3 separate regions of the Sus scrofa genome follow, and all the other regions are linked to region 2. A link is a contact called in public Hi-C data. All regions are on one chromosome and are shown on one strand. The core of a region is the stretch at or near the end of the contact, and the rest is flanking DNA. Distances in the headings are between cores, read along the strand shown. Region 1 holds the start of ZNF503 (zinc finger protein 503). Region 2 holds the start of COMTD1 (catechol O-methyltransferase domain-containing protein 1). Region 3 overlaps DUPD1 (dual specificity phosphatase DUPD1).

Region 1 (4,056 bases), core at 946-3,445, 140 kb after region 2:
CGAGGCGCTGGAGCTTGGGCTGCCTGTCCTGGGCGTGAATGGCTGGCAGGTGGCGCTCGGTACCCGGAATCCGGATTTCTCCGTCGAAACCCCCCCGCCGCCGCCCCCGCCGCCCCCGCCTCCGCCGCCGCCGCCTCCCGGCTCCTTCTTATCCGAGCCCGGTTTGGAGTACGGCTTGAAACTCGACTTGTCCTCCACGCCGATGTCGCTTAGCTTGAGGGGGCCCGACTTTGCGTCCTTGTCGCCCCCGGCGCCGCCGCCAGCACCGCCCGCGCCGCCCCCGTTGGAAGCGACGGAGGAGAGTTTGGAAGAGGGCGAGGGGTCGGGCTTCCCGATCTGCGAGCATGTTTGGGCCAACAGCGCCAGCGGGCTCTTCTTGGCATCAAGCTGTGGGGTCAGACGTGGGGGGGGGGGGGAAACAAAGAAAGAAGGGGAAACCCTTTAGAATCCTGGCTTTTAGGTTTCAAACGCACCTCTGTAATGACCTGCAAAGATCCTCCCAGCCCCAAGGCGCAATTCTAGGCGACACCCCTTCTACATACACACATTCTTGCTTTTGAGAAAGGCGACAGCACCCTTCCCCCCCCCCCCCCAACCCCACCATCAGGATCTTCTCCGTCCTCTCAGGGATAAATGGATTTGGAAACAAAACAAAACAAAACAAACCGCACAAAATGTTTTGGTTTCTGACTCTTTGACCTAGAACTGTAGCCCTCTCCCCCACCCCATCCCTAATTCTTCCGAGTAAGGGCTAGGGCAGTTGGCGCCTTAGAGGCTGTGCACAAATAACCAGCTTCTGGGGAACCGGAGGACTGCGACTTTGGAACCAACCATATTTTGGACTCCAGTAGGTCTTCTGGGCTGAAAGTAAGGGGGCCTGAGTCGTGGAAGGCGTTTTAATACCAAAGGGAGAAACAAGTTTTGGCTGCCTTGTCTCTCAGCATTCACACCCCGTTCTACCTCCTCCCCCCTTTCCACCCTAGTTTTAAGGTGCGGGAGCACTATCCTCTCCCCCCATCCCGAAGCTGAATCACTCCGATACCCCCACCTTCCAACCCCCAGATCCCGAGAGCAGCAGCCGGGTGGTGGTCCCAGCGCGATCCGGGGATAGGGTCTTTACCTCTATGGGGCTGACAGGAGTGGAAGGCAAGGGCTGCAGGTATTCGGGGTGCAAAATGTGGCCAGTCCGTGCGGTCAGCATCTTCAGCACCTTGATAGGCAGGCGGTTAGCCTGGCGGAGAGGGTCAGAGGGGGGCACGGCGTGCACAAAAGGCTTGGTGCTGCCGGCCGGGGACGAGCCTGGGCCGGGGCCGGAGCTATTTCCAGAGAGCGCGCTGGTCCAGGCAGGGTCCGCACTGCTGCCGCCGCCGCCGCCGCTGTGCTTACTGCTTCTTAGGGCAGAAAGCGAGGGCGCTGTGCTCATGACCCACCCGCGCGCATGGGAGCAGCGGGGGGAGGGCTCCGCGAGGCGCGGGGCGGGCTCGGGGCTGCGCGCTCGCCCGGGGAGCAGGAGCAGCAGGAGGAGCTGGCGAGGCGGCCACCGGCGCCCAGCGCGCCTTCTCGGCGCCTGGAGCCAGAAGCGAATAATCCTGGGTGGCCCGCAGCGGAGCCGTGGCCGAGCGGGAGGAGCCGGCCCGACTGCGGGAGTGCCGGGTGGCTCGCCGTATCCGCCTCGGGCTGTGCCCCTGCGCTGCGCACTCGCGGCCCGGCGCTGGCGCTGCGCTCTGCGATGTGAGCCGCTGCCTGTCCAGCCGGGGCTCTGGCGAGGAAACTCACTTCAAAAGCAGCTGCACCGAGGGGGAGATTAAAGCCTTTGCCGCCTTCCAATCAAATGGGAGCCCGAGGTGATTGGAGGGTCAAGGGGATGTGACGCGTCCCGCGCCGCTGCTGCCGCCGCCGCCAGGACTCTCAGCACTGGTTTTAATGGGCAGCTCCCACTTCGCCTCTCCCCCTGCGTGTCCCCTCCCTTGATTTCGCTCGGAGGACGAGCTGGACATTTATTCTACGTTTGCTATCTGCCGCCTCCCTCTTTTTTCTTCCTCGTCGTCCTTCCTTTCCCCAGCTCGAGAATAAACTGAAACCTTTTGCAGGAGGGTGCGTATGAGGAATAGATTGAGGGTGTTCGTAAGGAGCTCCGGCAGGAATCTGGACCACAGCCGGACTGTCAACTCCAGGGACGCACAGGGGGCGCACACAGTAAATATTCTCTCCTCCTCCTCAGTAACTGAAATCAATTGCGGTGCGGCCGCCTGGGTAAGGAAAGGTGGGGAGCAGGCGTTGGAGTTGGTCCGGCTGCCCGCCCGCTTTGATTTCTTGAGATTCGGCGGCGGAGAAACCAGAAGTCAGGTGGGAAGAGGAGGCGGTGGAGGCACGTCTCCGCTGGGTGTGCTAGGCTCCCCGCCCTTCCCGGCCACGTGACGCCCGGGGATGCGCAGATTGGGGCAGGAGCGGGGGTCACATGTTTCCTCTGTTTCACACTCAGCGCCCCCCCCCATTCTTACTCTCCCCTGCCACCCTCTCTTCTTCTCCCCCCTCCCCACCAGTTCTTTGGGCATCTCCACCCCTCCATCAATTGTCAATGTTCCTCGACCGCAATCAATCAGTTATTTGTCAGCTCTTGTCAATCCGCCGGTGATTTATGTCAGCTTTTGTTGCTGATTACAAGGCGGGTGCGACTTGAAGGGAAAAAGAGGGAGAGAGAGACGGAGAGGAAGAGACCGAGGGGGAATTGGAAGAGGGGGAAAGAGGAGCAGCCTCCTGGGATGAGAGCTGGGGGCTCTAAGAAAAAGAATGGAAGAGGAGAAAGACGCTCAGTGTCGGGAAAATGAATAGTGAGAGTAAAGTGCGCAGGTGCGCCCAGGGCGCCGGGAGGGGTGCTCTGGCCTGGGGTGTGCGCCTCGTTCCTTTCGATATCGGAGATAGGTACACCCTTCCACCTCTGGGTTTCCTGTCCATTGGGGCCGCGGAGTTAGGAGCCGCTCCGGGTATCGAGACGGGCGGTGGCGACGTCTAACACGGGAGATTTCCACCCCTACCCCCAGCCCCCAGTCAAGATAGTCCCTCCTGGACGTGTAGCGTTCAGTCTTTAGGCTGCCCTGCCGCGGACCCCACCCCGCGTAGTGCCGGGACCCTAAACTCGGAGACTTCTAAGAGCCACACCACCAATATAACCTTGAGTCCTGGAGGTCAATGATGGGGTACCCCTAGCCTCAATTCTTTGACGTCTCCACAATCGTGGCTAGGGCTAGGAGGCTACAAAGAAGAGGCCTGACCGTGTGTGTTTGGGAGAGATACATTTCAGGCTCACTCATGCCCCCTCCTCAACCCTTCCTTCACCTTGCGCCATCCCCGCAGGCTAGATAGCCGGTGTTACTCCCCTCTGCCCGCTAGAATTTATTGGAACGCCGAGCCGGGACTGACCTGCTCAGAGAAAGCAGAAAGAAGGAACGAGAGAGGGAGGGAGTGGCTGCCTGTGGGAACACTGGCTCTTCCAGGGAAGCGGAGCGGGACTGCCGCGTTCCCCTCGATTTGCACCGTCACTCGGGCTGTTTGGAAGGAAGAGGGGAGGCGCTGTGCGCGACTCTGAGTACCTGGATCTGGGTGCAGAAGTGTGCATGAATGCCTGTGCCGCTGTGTGAGTTGTCAGGGCTTTGGTAGCGTTGGGAGCGAGTTCGGGGGTCACCTCCAAAAACTCGCAGAAACTGGAAGGGGTCGAGAGCGAGGACACATCCCCTTCCTCGGAAGGACTTGGAAGACTTTGAATCTACCCTCCCCCACTTTTCCGCCCCGGCTCTTCTTTTGTTGTCAAGTCCTTTTGATAAATGGTGGGGCAGGGAGCGCAGGGGAGCCGGGAGCCAGTTTGTATCCGCGCTGGGGGGTGCGGGGGCTGGGCCTGGAGAGCCGGTTTCCACCGGCGCTCACCCGCCGCTGAGCCCCTTGGGCGTGGAAGTCGGGTGTGGGACTTGCCCTCGGCGTGCTCGCCCTCTCCTCTCTCATCACCTCATTCCCCTCTCCCTCCTCTCTGTCTGTCTATGTCTCCCACTGAACAGTGATACC
Region 2 (4,046 bases), core at 1,209-3,708:
GCAAAATTGGCATACCCTACAAAAGTACATGGTGCAATGCCCCTTTCTTGCCATCAGATTCCAGATTGTTCTCTCCCTTAGTCCCAGCTGCACTGAACAAGAACTTCATTGACTTAGCCTCCTAGAAAGAGATGTAGGAGGGAGGATAAGGGACCTCTACCAAGCTTCTAGCGCTTAGATCTTCTGGAGTGGAGGCAAACCCAAGGAGCTCGGTCTGACCAGTTGCATGTGGGCAGGTCAAACTTTACATCCTGAAAGTCCATTCAGCTGGAAGCTTCTGTGGTCTGGCCATAGCTCTGGTGCTAGGTAATCCTCAGGAGAGTGCCCGGGAGGGGGTAGAGGTCTGTGGTGTCAAAAGTTCCCTTCTGCTGAAGGTGCAGTCAGTGTGGGCCTTCCCTCCCTACCCCATCTCAGCACTTAGGGAGGCTCAGAATTTCTCTTCCCAGACCTCACTTTATTGTCAGATTTAAAACTGCGATTCCCAGGGCCCCTCCCTTGAGGCCACTCCCTAGTGGCCAGCTCTAGATCTTGAAGGCTAAAGTAAGGCCGTCGCCCAGGGGCAGGAGGCTGATGTGGACCCGGGCATCTCTCAGGATGCGCTCATTCAGGTTTCGCACACACTGGACCACTTTGTCCTGCGGTTGAGGCTGCAACACCTCTCCATGGCACAAGACCTGTGGAGGGGTGGGGCATCAGGGGGCGGGGCCCGGGAGGTGCCAGCGCAGGAGGCAGGGACTGAGGACTCAGGTGAAAGCCTGGAAATACCTGGGAGTAGCAGTTGACGTGGTAGGGTTCTGGGGTATGGGGGCGGGGCGTAGGGAGGAGCCTAAGGAAAAGACCCAGCCCGATAGTCTTTACTCCAGGGCTGTCCCTTACATTGAGTACAGCGAGGACGCCCCCAGGTCGCAGCAGCTGAAGGCAGCGCTCATAGTAAGCGGTGCAGTTCTCCTTGTCTGCGTCCACCACGGCCACATCGAAGGTGCCAGCCTCGCCCGCGGCCAGGAGCTCGTCTTGCGGGAAGGAGAGGCAGATGCAGCTGAGTGCGCAGGCCGGCCCAGGCGCGGTGGCCATTCAGGACCGGCCTCGGAAGTGCCGGCCCTGCCTCCCTGCATGTGGCCGCGTACTAGGGGGCGGGGGTGCTGTCAGTGCCCAAGAAGCCTGCCCAGCGGACCCACTAGGAAAACGGCGCCAAGGCCCTTTCCGCTCCGTTCCTCACCCAGGGTTTCCAAGGCAGGCTTCAACCGAAGGTCGATCTTGTGCTCCTCCTCAGCCTGCGGAAGGGGCGGGGTCAGAGCCGGAGCTGGGGGTGCCGGGGCTCCAGTCGCCTGACCGGGACCTCAGGCATGGGGGACACTCACCTGCCTCCACAGGGGCCGCCCCAGCTCTGGGGGCCCCGCATCAACTTCGCAGGTCACCACGCGCCCGGCAGGCGGCAGCGCCAGGGCCAACGCTAGGGCTGAGTAGCCTGTGAAAGTGCCTGGGAACATGGACACCGACAGGTTCAGGCCAGAGTAGGAGGATGGCCCGGTGACTCCGGCCCCCAGTGACCCCGAATGAGCGCCCTACCCAGATCCAGCGCCTTCTTAGCCTTGATGAGGCGAGCCAGGTTGGCTAGGAGCTGGGCCTGCTCACAGGTCATCATGGAATCCCCCTGCGGCTGCTCCAAGGTCAGCTGCGTGGGAGAGGAGAGGGTCGCATAGCTCTGCCAGTTACCCAGCTCCACCCCAGGTTCAGAGCTTCCCCCCGCCCCGAGGGGGGTTGCAGGCGTGGCCCAGGGGCGTGCCCTCGCGGAACGCCCACTGAGAGCCGCCTGGGGAGCGGGAAAGCCCAGAGAGGGCCACCGCCCCGCCCAAGGTCACATAACCACGTGGGCCCAAATGGGCCCGCGGTGGGCGCCTGTTCCCGCCCCCTTGGCCCTGCTGACCAGCCGCAGACTCCGCAGCGCCGGGTGTTCCCGCAGGGAGCGGCTCAGCAGATACTGCCACAGGGGGCTGTCCTCAGGGGGCAGCAGTCGCTTCTCTTGCCGGGATCGCCGTGGAGGGAACCGTCTCCCTACCGGGTAGTGGGTGCTGGGATCAGGGACTGGGGCTCTTGGGCACCAGGGCTGACCCTCAGCCGCAGCCAGCCTCGCGGATTCATGGGCTCTGCTCCAGTGCCCGCCCGCCCGCGGGGGCTCTACTCCGGTGCCCGCCCAGGGGCTCTGCGGAGGGTGCCAAAGGCCCCGACATACTCACCGAGGAAGAGGCCGCTGGCAAAGGCGGCGCCCAGTGCGGCCGAACCCAAGGCCAGCGCGGCGGGCACAGAGAGCCGGGGCACCGGCTGGGTCATGGTGTAGGCTGGAGACGGCGGCGTCCTGTTCACCTGCGCTGAGGCTACTGGGACCTCCCTGGGACCCGCGGACCCTGGCGGCTCCACCCCGCCGGGGCAGTGACCTCGGAACTGCGGTCTCGAGTACCATCTGGCGGCAGCACTGCCTTACTGCAAGCCCCACCCAAGTGGATCCGTCGTCATCTGGTGGCCACGTTCGGAACTGCGCCCGGCGGGGAGGAAGCACTACATCAGGGGTTGCTTTCTTTCTCGGTCACCGGAGGTCTAGGGGCCTGAGTCAGGAAAGAAAAATGTGATGCTACTCTTGGTTATGGTTCTTCCTCATCGCTACCACTTTTGCTGAGAACCCCTTAGGGCATATTGGGTGGGTGAGTAGACCGTTGGTGTAACAGGATAGTAAAGGTACAAAGCGATAGAAATTAAAGGATCCCTGGGAAGGACTGAGAGAATCAGAGGAGGCCTCTTGGAGGAGGTTACCAAGGGTATCAGGCTGAAGGAGTGTAATTTTAGGAGGCATAACCAGAGGTGGGGTTCGGGAGCCCCGGGTAAGATCTGGTTGATTGAGCTCTGTGCCAATATCCTTAGTTAGAATCCTGCTCTTGGGAGCCAGCTAGACATAGGTGTGAGATCTTGGGCCCATCAGTCTCTCTGAGCCTCAGTTTCCTTTGTGTAAAACTGGGACCATTCTCTTACTGTTAATGGCACCAGATCCCATCCATGGCCTGGCACACAGTAAGTGCTCGAGAAATAGCAGCTGCTGTTATAATCATAGGTTGGAGTGAAGAAATCTTGGGGAGGAAAGTGACCGGAGGACAGGTGAGGCCCCTTTGCAGGGCTGTTGCGCAGGGCTGCCATCCAGTAAGCACTGATTGAACATCAACTGTGCCGAGTGGGGCTAAGAGAAAGGTGTTCCTGGCTTGTATTAGTGAAGCTGGGCTCAGAGACCGCAGGACACAGGGAAGTGGTGAGCAGCCCCAGCTTCAGAATTTGCTCTTCTGTACAGTGGGGTTCTTAGTAGTCCTAACCTCTGGGGGATGAAATGAGAAAATCCGGGTGAAGGATTTACACAGGGCCCGGCACTTAGTGAGCTATAATTATAAAAGGAGTCAAATTCCATCAGACAACTCTGCGGCTGTCCCCTGACACGAAGGGCCCTCCAGCCCTTCGGCAACCACACTGGGCAGACTGGAACTCCACCAGGGGCTTCCCAGGCGAGGCTCAGCCCCAGCAGGGCTCAGAGACAGCCTTGTTGCTGGGTTTGTTGAGGGACTGGCTTGGCTAAGCCTGAAGTCCCGGGCGAGCTGGGACTGATCCGAGCTTCGCGAGCCCTGGGCCAGGGTGAGCGGGGCGGTGGGGGGTGGGTGGCGAGGCCGCGCAGGGGCGGAAGGCGTGGCCTCCTATCAGACACAGGGGTGGGGCTGATCCTTTGACCAATCAGTCCACAGTCCCGGGCGGTATTCAGGGGAGGAGCCCGTGGTTTGCTGCTGGGTGGGTCTGGGTCCGCCCTCCCAGCTCCTCCCGTCTGCCTGTTGCCAAGCATGCGGCCAGCTTGGAAGAGAAGCGTTTTTCCTCTTACCTTTTGATTATCTACATCCTGCTTGGCCCTGTAAATGTTTCCCAACCTGACTATGAGTCTGATTCTGCAGGGTAAGGACTGAAGCCGCTGTCCTCTTCTCTTCCAGAGCTGTGCACACAGCAAGTGCTAAATAAATGTTCCC
Region 3 (4,619 bases), core at 1,093-3,592, 180 kb before region 2:
GCCCCTTGCCAGCTCTTCTGATAACTAAAGCATTTCTTCCTCCCCTGGCAAAAAGGGTAATTCTTTCTGTCATGACCAAAAACTTAAAACAGACGCAAGCTGTAGTTCATTAAGTCTTCGGGGAGCCTGTAGTCTGTTAAGTGGGGGGGTAGGTGGTGGGCAGGGAAAAGGGAAAGGAGGTGGGAGGCTTCGCTCCTTCTGGCTGAATTTTGCTTTTAAGACAGCAGCGCTAGTGCCGTGGGCTACATGGCTTGCTGGGCCTCCCTGGGGCAGAGGGTTTGTCCCCAGACTCTCAAGGCACTGCTCCCTCTTTGCTCTGTGGCTCTGCTAAGGACCACCCTTTGGGCATTGAATGGTGAGAAACTGCATGGGCTGCCTTTAGCCTGTTCCCAGCATGGCCCACAGCAGAGGAAGCCAGAGGCTCTCTAGGAGTTAGAGGCCAGCCAGGGGTAGGGTCCCAAGCCAGGGGAGTATTGCCAGGTTGGCATTTTGTAGATCAGTGCCTTTCAAACTTTTTTTGTGTGACCCCCTCTACACAAATCATAAAATTCACGGCTCCCTCCATGGTACCTGGGCTCACCCTACCCCCATATTCAAGCCCAGGCCGCTGATGCCAGAGGCCTGGATACTAAGGCGTCACATGTGTGTGTATATCAGATAAGAATTTCACCACATAATTTGTGCTTTTATTACATGCAATGCATGCTGACATTTTCTCTTTTCTAATCTATTCCATTAAAAAAAAAAAAGAAATGCTGGCTGCAGCTACTAAATTGATTTCTTTTTGTTTTTGTTTTTTTTTTTTGTATTTTTTTGTCTTTTCTAGGACTGCACCCATGGCATATGGAGGTTCCCAGGCTAGGGGTGGAATTGGAGCTGTAGCCGCTGGCCTACGCCACAGCCACAGCAATGCTGGATCCTTAACCCACTGAGCAAGGCCAGGGATCGAACCCACAACCTCATGATTCCTAGTCAGATTCATTAACCACTGTGCATGATGGGAATTCCTAAATTGATTTTATAACCCACTGATAGGCCACAAACTAGGTTTGAAAGATGAACTATTTTTCCTTTGGTCTTTACCAAAAGGTGGACTCCCACAATGTTATAAAGAAAAGATGAATCCAGAATCTTACTGTTCACTACTGGCACGTCTTCCCTGGTGACCAGAAGGTAGGCCTCTATCACTCAAATCAGACTTGTAGGTCAAGCCTGTTATCCACCAACCCACCCAGACCCATTTCCTTGGTTTAGGGGGTGCCCTTTGCCTTCCACTCACTGCCAGGGAGCCTGCAAAGGCAAGGTTCATACATCTACCCAAATAGCTCTGCACATGCAGAAGTCCTTGGAAAAAGGATGCATGGTGTGTTTTTAAACTGCCAGTGGGCAGGCCTGTGGGTGCTATAGTGGGTCAAGAGACCCTTAAAACACCCTGAAAATCTGGTCTGGTTAAAGCTTAGAGGCACCAGAGACTCAACCTCCTGCTCAAACGTAGACTTCATTTATTTATTCATACCTACCTTATCCGTGATAGATTTTAAGATGGCTTCAAAATCAGCCTATGGACTGTTTGTTTAAGAAAAAGAAAGACTGAAGGGAGAGTGGTGATACTAAAAGCTGAATGTTTAGAGCCTCGTAGTAGCTGCCCTGGGATTTCTTAGAAGATTTCATTAAATTAAAACCACGGTAATTCAGCTCGGAGGATGCCAGGCCAGGAGCAGGGATGGCAGCCCAAATGGGGCTCCCGTGGCAGTATTTTCGTCAGTACTTCTTTTTCTGATGAAGAATGACTAGGTCGGTTGTTTTAGATCCTCTAACCAGCTGCAGTGTCTCACCTTCCATAATATCTGGAGACCCCATATATAGCAAAGTCACCAGATGCTCCAAGGAAGGACAATGGACTCTTCCATGAGGCCTGAGTGACAGAAGAGATTCCCACTGGCCTCTGATGAGCTCTGTGACCCATCACTTGGCTTCCCTGGGTCTCTGTTGCCCCAGCGCTCAGGGTAGAACACAGAATTAGATTCTAAGATTTTTCAGGAGTGGCTGAGGTTGCCTGGTGGGCTCTTTGGGAAGGCTCAGGTCAGGGGAGGGTAGATATAGCCATGGGCCCCTGGGGCTGGTTACAGACCACGCATGCAGCTCTATAGCACTGCAAAGGTTGCCTTTCAAAAAGAGTGATCAACACTGGCCCTGAGGGGCAGTGGTGGGAAACAGTGAACACTAGGCTGAAAGGAGCCAAGGAAGAACAGGAAAGACAGAGTGGAAAAAGATAGGTCTTGCCTTTTGGCCAGACTGTCCGCTGACACCTCTGACATCAAGAGTATAATAAGAAACATACGAGAGCATCTGGCTCGACCGTGCTACAGGAGTGTCCCTTGGCTTTCCAGAGTGTGACTGGACCCATGCAGGCTGCCTGCTTCATGTGCCATGCGGGCTGAGCACCTGCCATCATCACAAATGGAGTCTGGGACGATGTCGTTGCTGAGCTAACGAGTGTTTTATTTTGTTACGCTGACTACTCAGGGCACAGGTTACAGACGGACAGCCATTGAGTTTCTTTGGTTTGGACTTGGCTGCATTTTCAGAAATGTTCGATTTGTGGCCAAGGCTTAAAATTTGAGCAATGTTATGTGAAAGTCCCGACTGGGGACTTTTCCCGAAATGTGAGATCTGCCGCCCTGGCACGATTCTCACAGGACAATCGTTGATTGGGACTGAGTAGCAGCTGCCCCCTTGGGAAGGGATTTGGGGCTCTCAGCTTAGCCACAGGCACCCCCTAGCCACAACCCTGACCTAACACACAGCCAGCTTCACCCATCAATGGCCTCTGCCCAGTCCTGAAGGGCTGGCCCTTGAACCCTCATCTTGAGCACATCTTTATTTAATTAAATTTAATTAATTAATGAATGAATGTTTTCAGGCCTATACCCAAGGCATATAGAGGTTCTCAGGCTAGGGGTCCAATCAGAGCTGTAGCTGCTGGCCTACACCACAGCCACAGCAACATGGGATCCGAGCCACGTCTGTGACCTACACTGTAGTTCACGGCAATGCTGGATTCTTAACCCACTGATCGAGGCCAGAGATTGCACCCACATACTCAGGGATACCAGTCAGGTTCATTGCCGCTGAGTCACAACGGGAACTCAGAGGATGTCTTTAGATACACAAGTGCAAAGCGCACAGAGAAGAGAATCCAGCCTCCCACTTGGCACCAGGGTTCTATCTGCTCCCCACCCCCAGCCAAGTGGTCTAGCCTGCATGTCCTCTGCCCTGTATATATACTTTCCCCTCCTGACCTTTTCTTTGCTAGGTGTTTTCAGCCACCAGGTCTACCTGTACAATCCACACCCGCCTGACATTACCACATGGATGCTCTGTGACCTGCCCAGCCCATTCTTTCCTAATCCAGCAGTGGGCGCAGACTCTAAAATGATGTGCCAGGAACCAGACAAGCTGTCATGTGTGTATATTGTACCACTGTAGTTCAAAGTTGGAATGTCTTTTTTCCTTTTTTTTTTTTTTTCTTTAGGGATTGGAAATTTTATTATTATGATGAGCACGTGCTGGTGAGGTTATATGCTTGGTGGTGCGCGACCTCTCTTTATCAAACACATGTGAGAGCCTGCTGTGCACCAGGGTCTGTGCTAAGTGCTTTATGTGGGTTACTGCTGATCTTCATTATAACCTTTCAAGGTAAGTGTTTTCATCACCGGATGGAGAAACCAAGGCTCAGAGAAATCACCTTGTTATTAAGTTGGGCAACGTGAATTTGAACCCAACCCTGTCTTCTCCAAAGCCTACCAGACCCCTTCCATTAAGAGGCTAAAGATATAGAGAGTAAGGGCAAGTGAACACATTAAACAGAATCAGAAGGATTGGGTGGTTGTAGCTTTTTGCTTTTTTGTGTTAGATCTGTTTTCAGTTAACTTCAAATACCATGAGGCGAATTTCACCTCATGGTGATGAGTCAGAGTCCAGTTGCTTTTTGATCCTGCTTGGAAACCCAGAATGTGCCTAACACAAAAGATGGTCCATAAATAGACTCATAAAAAAGGATGACTTTGAAATGAGGCGTTGCCTAAGACAAGGACTTCAGCTCTATGGTTTTTGTTTTTTTTTTTTTTTCTCCCATTATGACACTGCTTTCTGAACCAAAATAAAGATAAGGTCTGGGAGTATCCTGCAGACATGGCCTAGGCCCACCTGCAGGTTGCATTTCCTAAAGCAGGCCAGTTGGACCATCAATGAGCCTTGTAATCCCAACCACTTGTGGCAAGAAGGCTTTCAGTAACTGGATACCCTGAATTATGTGATGGCCCCATAAAGGGGTGTGACACATGGGGCTGAAGTCACAACACAGATCAGGGAGTTGAAGTCCCCCTGGCCTCTATGGAATGCCACTGAAATACATCCTGCGGCAATCACAGCATATTGTCTTACCTGGATGCATAGCTGCACTGCCCTTCTCTCCATAATAGCCTTGAAGCCTTTACCTGCATTAGAGCAGCTAAAACTGCACTTTGAGCACAAGGACTAACACTGTGATTTAAAAGGTGGTTAATTAACCTTGGGAAACTTGGACATCATGAGTGCAAAACTCAGATTCTCCAATA

The links. Hi-C and Micro-C count contacts between places; a contact is called where the count stands out from the background.
Region 1: a contact with region 2 is called in a Hi-C map of liver, with 3 times the contacts expected there. The contact joins the promoter of ZNF503 here to the promoter of COMTD1 in region 2. A contact is called at or near these places in 9 of 47 Hi-C or Micro-C datasets (embryonic fibroblasts, heart right ventricle, liver and 4 more) and 1 of 2 datasets of contacts at active chromatin or transcription factors (skeletal muscle).
Region 3: a Hi-C map of skeletal muscle shows a contact between it and region 2, with 4 times the contacts expected there. The contact joins the enhancer-like site here to the promoter of COMTD1 in region 2. A contact is called at or near these places in 12 of 47 Hi-C or Micro-C datasets (alveolar macrophages, embryonic fibroblasts, epiblast stem cells and 7 more) and 2 of 2 datasets of contacts at active chromatin or transcription factors (alveolar macrophages and skeletal muscle).

What each region holds. Positions count from the first base shown.
Region 1 is chr14:77,926,559-77,930,614 of Sscrofa11.1, forward strand. ZNF503 (zinc finger protein 503) reads right to left here and starts at 2,196. Exons shown (of 2, transcript XM_021073148.1): 1 at 1,121-2,196; 2 at 1-387. The coding sequence starts at 1,423. LOC106506044 (a long non-coding RNA gene) reads left to right here and starts at 2,862. Exons shown (of 3, transcript XR_001301017.2): 1 at 2,862-3,634.
Region 2 is chr14:77,784,413-77,788,458 of Sscrofa11.1, forward strand. It overlaps COMTD1 (catechol O-methyltransferase domain-containing protein 1), which reads right to left and starts at 2,459. Exons shown (of 7, transcript XM_021073150.1): 1 at 2,235-2,459; 2 at 1,925-2,052; 3 at 1,567-1,672; 4 at 1,359-1,477; 5 at 1,217-1,271; 6 at 877-1,010; 7 at 1-674. The coding sequence starts at 2,328. The coding sequence ends at 522.
Region 3 is chr14:77,608,034-77,612,652 of Sscrofa11.1, forward strand. The region is part of intron 3 of DUPD1 (dual specificity phosphatase DUPD1); the gene reads right to left. It overlaps LOC110256662 (a long non-coding RNA gene), which reads left to right. Exons shown (of 4, transcript XR_002338519.1): 3 at 1,090-1,173; 4 at 3,536-4,619. Among named protein-coding and RNA genes, the nearest start is that of DUPD1, 33 kb to the right of the region's middle. Within about 2 kb of position 2,343, at least 2 of the 83 cell types and tissues checked have an H3K27ac peak or open chromatin away from gene starts, as enhancers often do. A contact at or near this core is called in skeletal muscle, where this site is marked.